Linked DNA regions of Mus musculus: all the other regions are linked to region 3. The links are chromatin contacts, called in public Hi-C and promoter capture Hi-C maps. All regions are on one chromosome and are shown on one strand. The core of a region is the stretch at or near the end of the contact, and the rest is flanking DNA. Distances in the headings are between cores, read along the strand shown.

Region 1 (2,700 bases), core at 66-2,565, 660 kb after region 3:
GTACAATACAAAAATGTCTTAAGCAAATGTCCACCAATATGCCATCAGAGTTTCTATTGTTAGTTATCCTCACTTTATAAGGAAGTATGCCAAGGCTCAAAAGAGTTAAGTGGCTTTTCCAAGAATGTACTGTTAATAAGGACAGAGCTGATATTCTCATCTGATAAGACTCTTGGACCACTTACTGAATCACCAGGGAACCTGGTCTTTTGGAAGCAGTGGGGTGTGACTATGATTTTCTAGAACAATCTTATGTCATGAACTCCTTCCAGATGTCAGCCTGAAACTCCAGCTGATTAAAATCCCTGCCTTGTTTCTTCCCAGAGTCCCCACTGGCACACACTCCACACACTGACACAGAGCCTGGGAGAAGTGGCATGAGGGAAGACATGTTGACATTGGCCCAGATCTAATGAGAGCTCCAACAGCCTGAGCTGTACCTACTAGACAAACCAGACACACGCTAGTCTCTGCCCTAGCTGCCTCCCCTCATGGGCTTGATCACATGAGCATGCTCAAGGGGGCTCTGCCTGAACTGTAATGCAGGAGGAAGGCATCCAACCCTGACTCTCTTCTTATTTTTAATTAGAAATTCCCATTAAAACCACTACAGCAATGAGACACACATCAGGCAGTATACTTCAGGACAATTAGCACACTCTTCAGGTGGCTAAAATGGCCCAGCTCTGGCCTGGGGCTGATATAATTGCACCAAAACATACAGCCCACCAGGAGGCTCACATTTCAAATGGAAAGAAACAATTAGTCATGTGTCTATTGGTCAGCTAAATCTGTAGGACATAATTTAGTATCCATAATTTAAAAGATTGCTAGGGGTGGGAATATATGGAAATCACCTCAGTATGTTCATAAGCAAATCTCTATCCTTCACATGCGACACACGACTAATGCTGGGGTCAGGGGGATAACTGTGTAAGGCAGGCTGGTCGTAACTGTGTGTTGGGAATCACTAGAGGCATGAGTATTCCATTCTTGGAGTGTTCGAAATAATTAGTGGGGCAAGTAGCTTCTGGAACCCCTATGTACCTCCCTGCTACTTTTTGAATTCCCAGGCCACTAATTAAAACCTGCCCGTAAGACAGCTCCTGGCTGAGTCACTATGATGATTCTGAAGAGTAAATAAAATGAGCAAATTGCAAGAGCAGAAGTGCTCTCGGAACACTGGGAGAGCTGTAGAAAAAGCCACCCCCAGGCTCCCAAGCCTCTGTTTGAAGCCACGCTCTTGGATTCCACAAGCACAAGCATTCTGAAGGCTTTTGCTAGTCCCTCTTGTCTCTGCGCTGAACCACTACACCCTTCCACAATCCGGCAGCGCAGCAGTAATTAATATTCAACTGGCATTTCCACTGCGCACTCAAAGCCTGTTCCTTCAGCCTTTTCAAATCCAATTCAGACCAAAGTAATCTTTGCCCTTGCATCTGGGTTCAGGCAGAAGCAATTGTTAAGACTGCAGATTGCCGTTTATTAGCATTTATTGAACAGCAGAGGAGCCCTGTGCAGTAGTGGTTGTCACTAGGTCTCCGATTTTCCAACTAAAATTAACAAGCCAGCAATGCATTTATATCAGGGCAGGAGGGAGACGTTTCAAGAGGAAATGATATTGATGATTTTCATAGGGACCTATTGACGGACTGTGAGACTTTGAAGGGATGATGGGTTAATAGGAGGTAGACACTCTTTGATCATTCCCTTGAAAGTCCCCTGTAGTCTGTCTTATTTGTGGATCTACAGAAAGTGGTAAAGCTAAGAAAGCCTTGATTCAAATTCTGAACTAATCCACTGGGTGACCTTGAACAAATTACTCTATCTCCTTCAAGATTCTGTTCATCCCCCCCAAAAAAAAGAGTTAACAAATCAGTTGGAATGCTAAACTGTATTCCTCAAAACCACTGGGAAGACGCAATCCAAATAGAGGATTGGATTCCCATCTCACATTACCCTAATTGGCTCTTATCCTACAGCTTCATATTCTAGGTCTGACATTATATAGGTATCTTCTCCATTTTACTCTGTGGGTCACAAATGTTAGAAACTGAGAGCTGGTCTCTAAAATCTGTTCTAGTTGTGAAACTGGTGAAGTGCTAAAAACCTGGAAGGCAAAAGAAAGCTACCATGCTTACATTAAATCAGCTACTGGGGTTTATCTTGAGAGGTCTAAGAGATACTAGAGTGAGCCAGAAGCAGGAGATGATCAGGAAATCCCAGCAGAGAGATCATCTAGAGGTGGCGTAGGTGGGTATGGAAATGTATGGAGGGTATGGATGATAAGAAAACAAGACATGCCAGCAATAATCTATGGCAGATTTTCTTGGCCAGATCAAGGTCTCTTGGTCCAGGCTGACAGATCCAGGAGGCTGACAGGCTGGAGGAGAAACACCCAGATGGCTGAATAGAAGTGTCCCCCATATGACTCTGCTACAGAATGAATCCAAGCCAACAAAGGAAATATTGAAGACAGTGACAAAGAGAAAAGTCTGGAAATGAGTTAGTAAATCATTAGAACCTTAGACAGCAAAGAGGAAAGTCAACGTGGAGAAGTTGCAGCTTATGAGGTCAACCTGGCTCCCTGTGAGAGGGGAGGGATTGAGGAAGTAGGGAAAAGGTGAAAAGTGACAGCAAATGGAACAACATTGCCTAGAAGATACACTAGCAAGAGAATTCCATTCCCCTTATAGCCTT
Region 2 (2,700 bases), core at 50-2,549, 820 kb after region 3:
TAAATAAAGGAGCTTTCGGCTAAACCAGACAACCTGAATTCAGTCCCCAGAACCCACACAGTATAAGGAAAACCAATTTCCACAGGTTGTCCTCTGACCTCCACAGGCACACCACGGCATGCGTGTGACCCCACACATACACAAATAAAGGTAATAAATGTATTGCTCTTAAAGATTAGGCCATACAACTTAACTCAATTCTTACACACAAACCTGTGCCTCATTTGGGGCAGTTACTTAGCACTCTAAATAACCTCATTAAGACAATAAGTATGAACATAGGCACCATGGCGCACGCCTTTAATCCCAGAATTTAGGAGTCAGGGGTAAGTGGATCTCCTGAGTTCAAGGCCAGCCTGATCTGCATAGCAAATCCCAGGCCAGTTAAAGCTATGTCTCAAAAAACCGATTTAAGCAGAGCGCCTGGACACGTGACTTAGTAGCATTTGAAAAGCTCCAAGTTCCATTCCCGGCAGTGCATAAGCCAGGCAAGGTGGCCCATGCCTGTAATCACTGCACTGGGCAGGTGGAGTCAAAGGATCAGAAGTTCAAGGCCCCCCTAGGTTACATTGGGAACTGTAGGCTGGGACCATTCACAACACCTGTGTATCTCAAGGCAGGAAATACTTACCACCAGTGCCCAGCTTCAACCCATCCTTAGATGCCAAACGGCGGCCGGGTTCTTCATTATCCTTATCAACAAAGATAAGAGTAGCCATTCTGGATTACTCTAAGGGAGAGACCTGAATATTAGGATATTGGCATTGAGGACGGCTGGAAAAACTACGCAGTAACAGAGACCAAGCTTTACCCAGGGCACCTATGCACAAAAATTTATAAGTAGCTGGAGAAGTCAACAGGCTTAATCCAGATCCTAAATCTGCACGCCAGGGTCATAAAACACTCAACTCTTACAGAAATCAGTTTATGTTGGCACCCATCAAAACTGTCTCCAGCCTACAATCTCTGCTATAAAGAGAAGCCAAGAGGATGCTCAAATTTGGCCTCCTGCTACATAACAAGTTCAAGACCAGCCAGGGCTGCTTGAGATCCTGAAGTGGGGAGGGAAGAAGAAAAGTAAAAACAGCGTTGCTGTGGGTCGAGCACGACAAGAGCGCCTCGGGACGCGGGGCCGAGTGAAGCACACGTCCCGACCCTGCTTCAACCTCCAGTCCCGGGTCTGCCCTCCCCGCCACCCCAAGCTCGCCCAAGACGCCCTCACCCACGACGAGCTCACAGCTAAACTCACCGAAGACTGCGCCACCAACGACCCGGCACACCGCAGTTTAAACTGTAACTCAATTGGTCCCTCCGAGAGGAGGTGGGGCCTACAGCCTGAGAACCAATGGGAGCAACGGAAGTTTTCAGCCACCGCCCAGCTCTCGCGTCTGTCTCCAAAGTATTAAGGAAAACAAAACTAAACAAAACCAAAAAAAAAAAAAAACAAACAAACAAACTAGAATCGTACATTGTCCAAAACTCCTGTGAGAGGCTTTTTGTTTGCCACGACATGGACCTGCGAGAAGGTACTCACCCAATAAACGTCTTGTCCCTTTAAATTTGAAGGGCTTTTTTTTTTTTTTTTTTTTTTTTTTTGGAAACAGGTTTTCACAGGACTCAGACTGTCCTTGAACTGTGCAATGGATGGTGAATGACAATCACTTTTAACTCCTGAGACTGCTTCCGGTCTTCCAAGGACTAGATTAGTGGCTGTGCCACTGCTCCAGGCTCACTTTTATGGTTTTGGCTTCTTTGAAAAAGTCTCTTACTACCCAGTTCAGGCTTTTCGGAAACTCACTAGCCCAGGCCTGCTTCTGACTCAAGATTCTCCTGCCTCAGAGCTCAGATCAGAGTAGCCAGAGTGTAATCTCTAGGGGAACAGGCCTGCGCAGTAGATACTGGAGTTTGGAGAAGACTAAAAAGGAATAAGTAGTAGAAGAGACCAACATGTACATAAAAACTTAACTGAAGAAGCCAAGAGGTTTAATCCAGACCTTAAATCTTCAAGTCAAAGTCAGAGGCACTAATCTACTGAGAAGATGGTTTGGGTCTTGGATCGGCCCCCACCAAAACCTATCCAAGACTGGAGAGATTCCTGGGCAGTTACAAGCACTTACTGATCTTGAAGAAGACCCTGGCTGTCCTGGGAATCACTATGTAGACCAGGATGGCCTGGAACTTAAGACATCTGCCTGCCTTTGCCTCTTAAGTAGTAGTTAATCTCTGCTTATTTTTAGAACTTGTGGAAATTTGGCAGGTTTGAAGACAAAGAATGGAGATTATTCAAGAGCCCAGGACTTCCCATTGAAATAAGCATTGTTAATAATAACATTGGAGCCTCCCCCTGCACACTTTCTGCTATGTGTGTGATTATATTTAATTAACATAAAAGTTCCTTAGTCTCCTTTGTGTGTTCCTGAAAACATTCTAAAGTTCCATGATTGATACTGGGATACTTGTACTAGGAATTTCACCCACCCCACCCCACCCCCTCCTGCTGGACAGACCCTTTCTACAAAGGTTGTGACAGCTTGTAAAGTCCTCAGCTCTATGGAGCCACAGGAGATGCTGATGTGTGACTGGTGAGTGGTAGATCAAGAAAGCTTGCTTGCTTTCTTCTTCTTCTTCTCCTTCTTTTTGTTTGTTTGTAGAACATGAGTTTAATATTTTTAGCTGTTAATATTCAATAAACGGAATAAT
Region 3 (2,724 bases), core at 62-2,561:
AGTGACTACACAGGACAGCATTCTGACTGAATAGAAACCATTCTACCCTCAGCTTGGACCACTCTGTAGAAATGCTCAAATTATCAGAGTCTCAAATATTGATATCTCTTAAAAGCTAATACTCACCAAGAGTGTGCAAACTCAGAAGTCAGTCAAACTGACTTCTACTTGAATCATTTTCTGTTATCCAGTGCCCCAAAACACAACTACATAGAGGGTCATCTTTAGGAAACAACATTTTAATCACCAGTATGCTAATAAGTAACTCTTAGCTCTACTTCTAGCTTATTAGGTCAGAATTTCTGATTGCCTGACAAGGTAAATTTTAGCAAACTCCCCCCAAAATTCACATGACCACAAAAACATAAGCTTGTACACTTGCTCTACAAACCCTTTAGTCCCAGAAAATACAGTTTTGATCCAAGAAACTCATTTGATAATTCATAACATAAGAGACTAACATGTCATTTGAACCTGGGTTCTTTTGATTTGAAAGATTTCAAAATTTGACCAAGAATACAGACAGGAATTTCTCCTTTGGGGAAATATCAGGACATCACTTGAGCACAGTGTTCTGCCATATATTCTAAATTTATATTTTTTTCGTTCATTTCTTTGCTCTGTGTTTTAAAGTTTAGCAACATGCACTGTCTGCCATCATCTTCAAACGCCCAAGCTAGGGGAAATTGGGTGTTAGAACTAGCACAGGGATATTTGACAAGGTTGTGTCAGATTAACATTAGTTCTAAGGAGAGAGACCTTAGGAGGCAGAGTAGAGGGTGCATTTGACAAGTGTTCACTAGGGTAATTCACCATGTAATTGGCCAAATGCTCAAAAGTCATTAGACCACAGCTGAGTAAGAAATTCGTGGCTGCTGTAGAGTTTATAGCTCCCTCTGCAGCTCCCTTTTTCCTGGAGGCTCTATTCAGAACCTCGCTTATGAGGAACCCACATGCTTGAGTCAGGAATAGCATATGTATGCATGCATAATTCCAAAGTTGACTTTTTAAAACAACAACCAGATATCAGCGACTTTTAGAAGGTCAAGTAGCATGGTTAGGGCTAGATGATTTATCCCATTTTATCTCAATGTCTAATATGCATTCATGTAGCCTAAGGACACTGCTAGAGTACAAACTCTTAGTCTGTTGTGTCTTAAGATTTGAGATTCTGTAATCTCCACACACACTTTCCAGCAATGCCAAAGCAACTGATCTATGGTTCATAGGAAAAAGCAAGGATCTAGCTGAGGGAATGCAAGTGAGCCCTCTGGATATCAACTCTGCATGACTCATGGCTGTTGCCTTGAGAGCTACATTGAGGATGCTGCAATTGAGTCCAGGACCAGCTGGTCTATTACCAGTGCCTAGCATAAACTTAAGAATAGGCGACATCACCTCTAATAATTCTCTCATGTAATGTACAGAAGCTAAAGCCCAGAGATTCCAGGGATTTATTCAGGATCCCACAGAAGCTAGTAAGTTATTGAGCTAGGGCTATATAAAGTAGAATGCATGCTTAGATTATCTTTTTTCTATCTCGCTCTGAGTTGCACATTTTAATCACAGATTGCATGTGAAGCTGTTTTAAAATAACTTTCCTCTCACTTCTATAACTGTCGGAACCAGTCACAGAATCTAATTTGGATTCATAAAGCCAGAGGACTTTGTGTAGCTAAGTCTCTGAAACAACTCTGAGACTTTCACTAAAGAGCCTCACTTGTCTTTAGTTGTCTTGTTTGTGAAAATAACAGACATGGCACACCTAACCTTTCAAGTTCACTTTGATGTTGTAGAAAGTAGCAAGCTAAAAGATCTGAATATACACTGAATTTGTTTAAGTGACTTAAATATATTCAGGAAAATTTTATTTAAAATGTGAGGCATCATTGAATTTTCCTGAAAAGATTACTACTTTTAGCCTTGTACGATGTAATCCCAGCACTCAGGAAACTGAGTCAGAAGGATATCGGGAAGTTGATAGCAGGAACCTTACATAGTGAATCCTAGGCCAGCCTGGGCTACAGAGTAATGACTTGTCTCAAATAAACAACCACAAACACACACACACACACACACAGAGAGAGAGAGATAGAGAGAGAGAGAGAGAGAGAGAGAGAGAGAGAGAGAGAGAGAGAGAGAGAGAGAGAGAAAGGTGAACACACATGCACATATACACTCTTACCAAATTATGGGTCAAATTTTATCTGAAGAGGCTGTTAATTATTATAATGAAATTCTTCTGGTTTTCTATCACTGCTTAATGGGAATAAAACAAGAGAAAGGAAGATATCAGGACAGACAATACCAAATCTTACTTAGAAATGATACTTTGTTCTGACGTTAACTTCCAGGTTAGCAAAAAGATTACCTATTTCCTCTTTCTTGCCCAGAAAGAGAAAGGGGCATTTCCTTTGTATGCAGGAGCCTACTAGGAAGGAATCTTCCTTTCTATAGACCACTCTGTCTTTTCAATTGCAGCACCAATCACTGCCAAGGGGAAGGGGAGGAGTAACAAGTTTGGTTTAAAGCCATCAGCTTCACCATGGGGACAGGAAGTCACTGCTACTCTGTTGGAGAGGAAGTATAGATCTGAGATCTCTACTAAACACTACCGAGAAAACATTTTAAGAGCAGAGCAGTGTCTGACTAAGCGAATCTGTAACTCTGAACCTTTTCTGTGGGTTGTAGATACTGCAAGTTATTAGTGCCTTAGAAATGATG
Region 4 (2,817 bases), core at 81-2,580, 740 kb after region 3:
AAAGGGAAAGGTGGGCAGGTTAAAAATATGTCTGAGTCAAGTAATCAACGCAAGGCTAAGCACAGCATTGCAAGCGGGGAAGAGATACGAGATTTCGACAAAGTCTCTGACTTATTTAACTGCATTGTGGTTGCTGTTCAATGAGGTAAGAAACATCAGAAAGCACAGATGGGTGATTGCAGGCTCACTCTCAAAATGCTGATTTCAAGACATCCAAATGGTGAAGTCAGGTATTCCATTTGCAGCTGGTAGGAAACAGACGTGACTTTTGTATTTAAATGTGATGCATGGAAACAGAGGGGAAAGTTGGGCCTGACTAAAGGCACACTCCTTTTAATGGAAGCACTTGTGAAGCAGAGGCAGAAAGATATTGGTCAGGTCAAGGTCAGCCTGGTTTACATACTGAGTTTCCCCAGGCTAGTTAGGTAACACACAGTGAGCTCTTGTCTCGGGTAAGAAAAAGGGGGGAGGAGGAGGAGGAGGAGGAGGAGGAGGAGGAGGAGGAGGAGGAGGAGGAGGAGGAGGAGGAGGAGAGGAGGGGAGAAAAAGGAGGAGGAGAGGGAGGAAGAGGAGGAGGAGGAGTGGAAAGAAGTGCTTGGCTTAGCTAGGGTTATATCGTTAGGAGAGAGAATACAATGTGAGAGGAAACAAGGTCCTGGGACCACATGTAGTGGCCAAGAAGGTGAACCTCTAGAGAAACATGAGGGAAATCCAGGCACAGAAAAATTGCAGAATGGCATCAACCCCAGAGCCTTTTCCAAACATTAATTCCTCCCTTGGTCCTGTTTCTTGAGCATTTGCACACAAGGTTTGAAATAGACCACCAATTTCTGGAAGAAAAAAAAAAAATCTGTTTTCCTTCAGGCCTTGGCTATTTCAGCATGACAGCTTTTGGCCTTGACTAAGCCTGTAGCCCCTGGAGATCCCAAGCTGCCCTCTGTGTTAAGAATCCTCGCAGCCAGAAGGCCATATGCAGCCCCAGACCTTACCATGGGTCACTATAAAGACATAGCCCTGGGCTTCGCAGTCTCTAAGACAACCAGAGACCTGGGTTCCTCTGCCCACCGTGCCTCCATTTCCTATGGTCCTGTAAGGAAGGCAGAGCCATATAGATAATACAAGCCTCAGTGTGCCAGCTACTCTCTGCCCTTGATTCTATGTCCCTGCACTTGGCTGCATGCAGCCAGCTCACCAGACTATTACATCTGCTCCCAGTATTGATGCGACATGCAGCAATTTGCTTTGAAAATCAACGTCTGAGGATTGGAGGGTTTGTCTGAAGTGCAGACCCGGCGCTCTGCTGAAAGGGTACAGCTGACTCACAACGCTTTCGTTTGTTTGGTTTACCCAGTCAGACGCACGCACCCCACCGGCCCTGCCCAGCATGCATGATCTGTGAGTCTCCTCTGGAGTTTGATTTGGGAGGATAATAAGCTACACAAAGGAGCAGATAACCAGAGGGGCTTACTTGCTGTCTGAAGGGTTTATATTTAGCTTGTGACTGGGCAGCTGTCAGGATGTGGCAATCACCCTTGGGAAACATAGTCCTGGGGGAACACAAAGGCGGGGCAGGACTAGGACAGGAAGAGGATATGGAGGGTTTAAACTGTTTAGGGACACAGGAAAGAGGACCAGACCAAATGTACCATATAAGCTATTATCTGGGGACAGTATTTTGGATACTTGAAGCACAGAATACAGACACAGCGAACACAAAATAGTGAACAAGAGGCATTTTCCCCAATGTTCTGTAAATGGCCCGCACAGAGAAATTCGAGGTCCCTTTGTCTTTCCTTCCCAGCTACACTCTATGATGAGCAGCCAGCAGAGCAGGTGGCTCCAAAAGCCTGTGTTCGCATGCAGATCTCATATGAGCTCAGAAGCCATCTCCCCTTGCTAAACAATGGAAATGCTGGAAAAGATAATCTGAAAGACATCAAAATTCTTCCCCAGCAAAGACAAGGAGAGTAACCTGAAGGGCACAGGTGGGGTCAACAGGAACCTGCCCATTATAGATGCCTGGGTCAGTTATCACAGGATGCTCTGCACTTGTTAAAGGTTCAGGGCTGATGCCATCCAAAACAAACAAACAAACAAAAACAGTGGTCAATGTTTTTTATTTAATTTAATTACATTTCTCCCCTCCCTTTCCTACCTCCAAGCCCTCCCCACTCTCCCTCAAATCTATGTCCTCTTTTTCACTAATTGTCATTACATGTATTAGATAGATAGATAGATAGATAGATAGATAGATAGATAGATAGATAGATAGATAGATTGATAGATAGATAGATAGATAGATAGATAGATAGATAGATAGATAGATAGATAGATAGATAGAACGTATTCAGGAATGCAACCTGTTTAGCTAGTCTGATTAATTGTATGTGTGTTTACAGGGCTGGCAGTGTGGCACTTGGCAACCATCTGGTATGCTCTTCCCTGGGGAGGTCCACCCCATCCCACTCTCTGCTTTATTCAGGTGCCTAGAGCTCTTTATGTGGGGCTGAGACTTCATGGGCTTTCCCCTATCCAATCTGTCATGTCCACTGGTGCCATCCTTGTTCAGCTCACACTTGGACAGTCTTAGTGGTGAGACTTCATGAGTACAGCTTCTGATATTACTAGGAGACACAATCTTAGATCAAAGTCCCTGATCCCCTGGCTCTTGCAATCTTTCTGCCCCCTCTTCACAATGCTCTCTCAGCCTTACACGTGGGAGGATTTTGTAGATGTATCCACAGGGACTGGAGTCCACAAACCTGCACTTTGATTGGCTGAGGGTTTTTTGTAGTGGTCTCCATATGTTCCAAACAG

Evidence for each region. Promoter capture Hi-C pulls out the DNA fragments that hold promoters and counts their contacts. A called contact is a pair of places that touch in the nucleus more often than the background predicts.
Region 1: a Hi-C map of cortical neurons shows a contact between it and region 3. The contact joins two enhancer-like sites. A contact is called at or near these places in 2 of 39 promoter capture datasets (embryonic stem cells and hippocampal neurons), 4 of 484 Hi-C or Micro-C datasets (cerebral cortex, cortical neurons and uterus) and 1 of 115 datasets of contacts at active chromatin or transcription factors (embryonic fibroblasts).
Region 2: a contact with region 3 is called in a promoter capture Hi-C map of hippocampal neurons, with 4 times the contacts expected there. The contact joins the promoter of Pttg1 here to the enhancer-like site in region 3. A contact is called at or near these places in 3 of 39 promoter capture datasets (the C10 cell line, cranial neural crest and hippocampal neurons) and 1 of 15 datasets of contacts at CTCF or cohesin (large pre-B cells).
Region 4: a contact with region 3 is called in a Hi-C map of cortical neurons, with 3 times the contacts expected there. The contact joins two enhancer-like sites. A contact is called at or near these places in 1 of 15 datasets of contacts at CTCF or cohesin (pro-B cells), 4 of 484 Hi-C or Micro-C datasets (cerebral cortex, cortical neurons and granulosa cells) and 3 of 115 datasets of contacts at active chromatin or transcription factors (SST interneurons, VIP interneurons and large pre-B cells).

Annotation. Positions count from the first base shown.
Region 1 is chr11:43,269,131-43,271,830 of GRCm38.p6, forward strand. No RefSeq gene overlaps it. Among named protein-coding and RNA genes, the nearest start is that of Gm12146, 46 kb to the left of the region's middle. Within about 2 kb of position 1,316, at least 34 of the 459 cell types and tissues checked have an H3K27ac peak or open chromatin away from gene starts, as enhancers often do. A contact at or near this core is called in cortical neurons and hippocampal neurons, where this site is marked.
Region 2 is chr11:43,424,952-43,427,651 of GRCm38.p6, forward strand. Pttg1 (pituitary tumor-transforming gene 1) reads right to left here and starts at 1,300. Exons shown (of 6, transcript NM_001131054.2): 1 at 1,250-1,300; 2 at 632-730. The coding sequence starts at 719.
Region 3 is chr11:42,607,995-42,610,718 of GRCm38.p6, forward strand. All of the region lies in intron 8 of Gabrb2 (gamma-aminobutyric acid (GABA) A receptor, subunit beta 2), which reads left to right. Among named protein-coding and RNA genes, the nearest start is that of Gm34591, 190 kb to the left of the region's middle. Within about 2 kb of position 1,312, at least 17 of the 459 cell types and tissues checked have an H3K27ac peak or open chromatin away from gene starts, as enhancers often do. A contact at or near this core is called in SST interneurons, cortical neurons and hippocampal neurons, where this site is marked.
Region 4 is chr11:43,343,546-43,346,362 of GRCm38.p6, forward strand. No RefSeq gene overlaps it. Among named protein-coding and RNA genes, the nearest start is that of Mir146, 30 kb to the right of the region's middle. Within about 2 kb of position 1,331, at least 46 of the 459 cell types and tissues checked have an H3K27ac peak or open chromatin away from gene starts, as enhancers often do. A contact at or near this core is called in SST interneurons and cortical neurons, where this site is marked.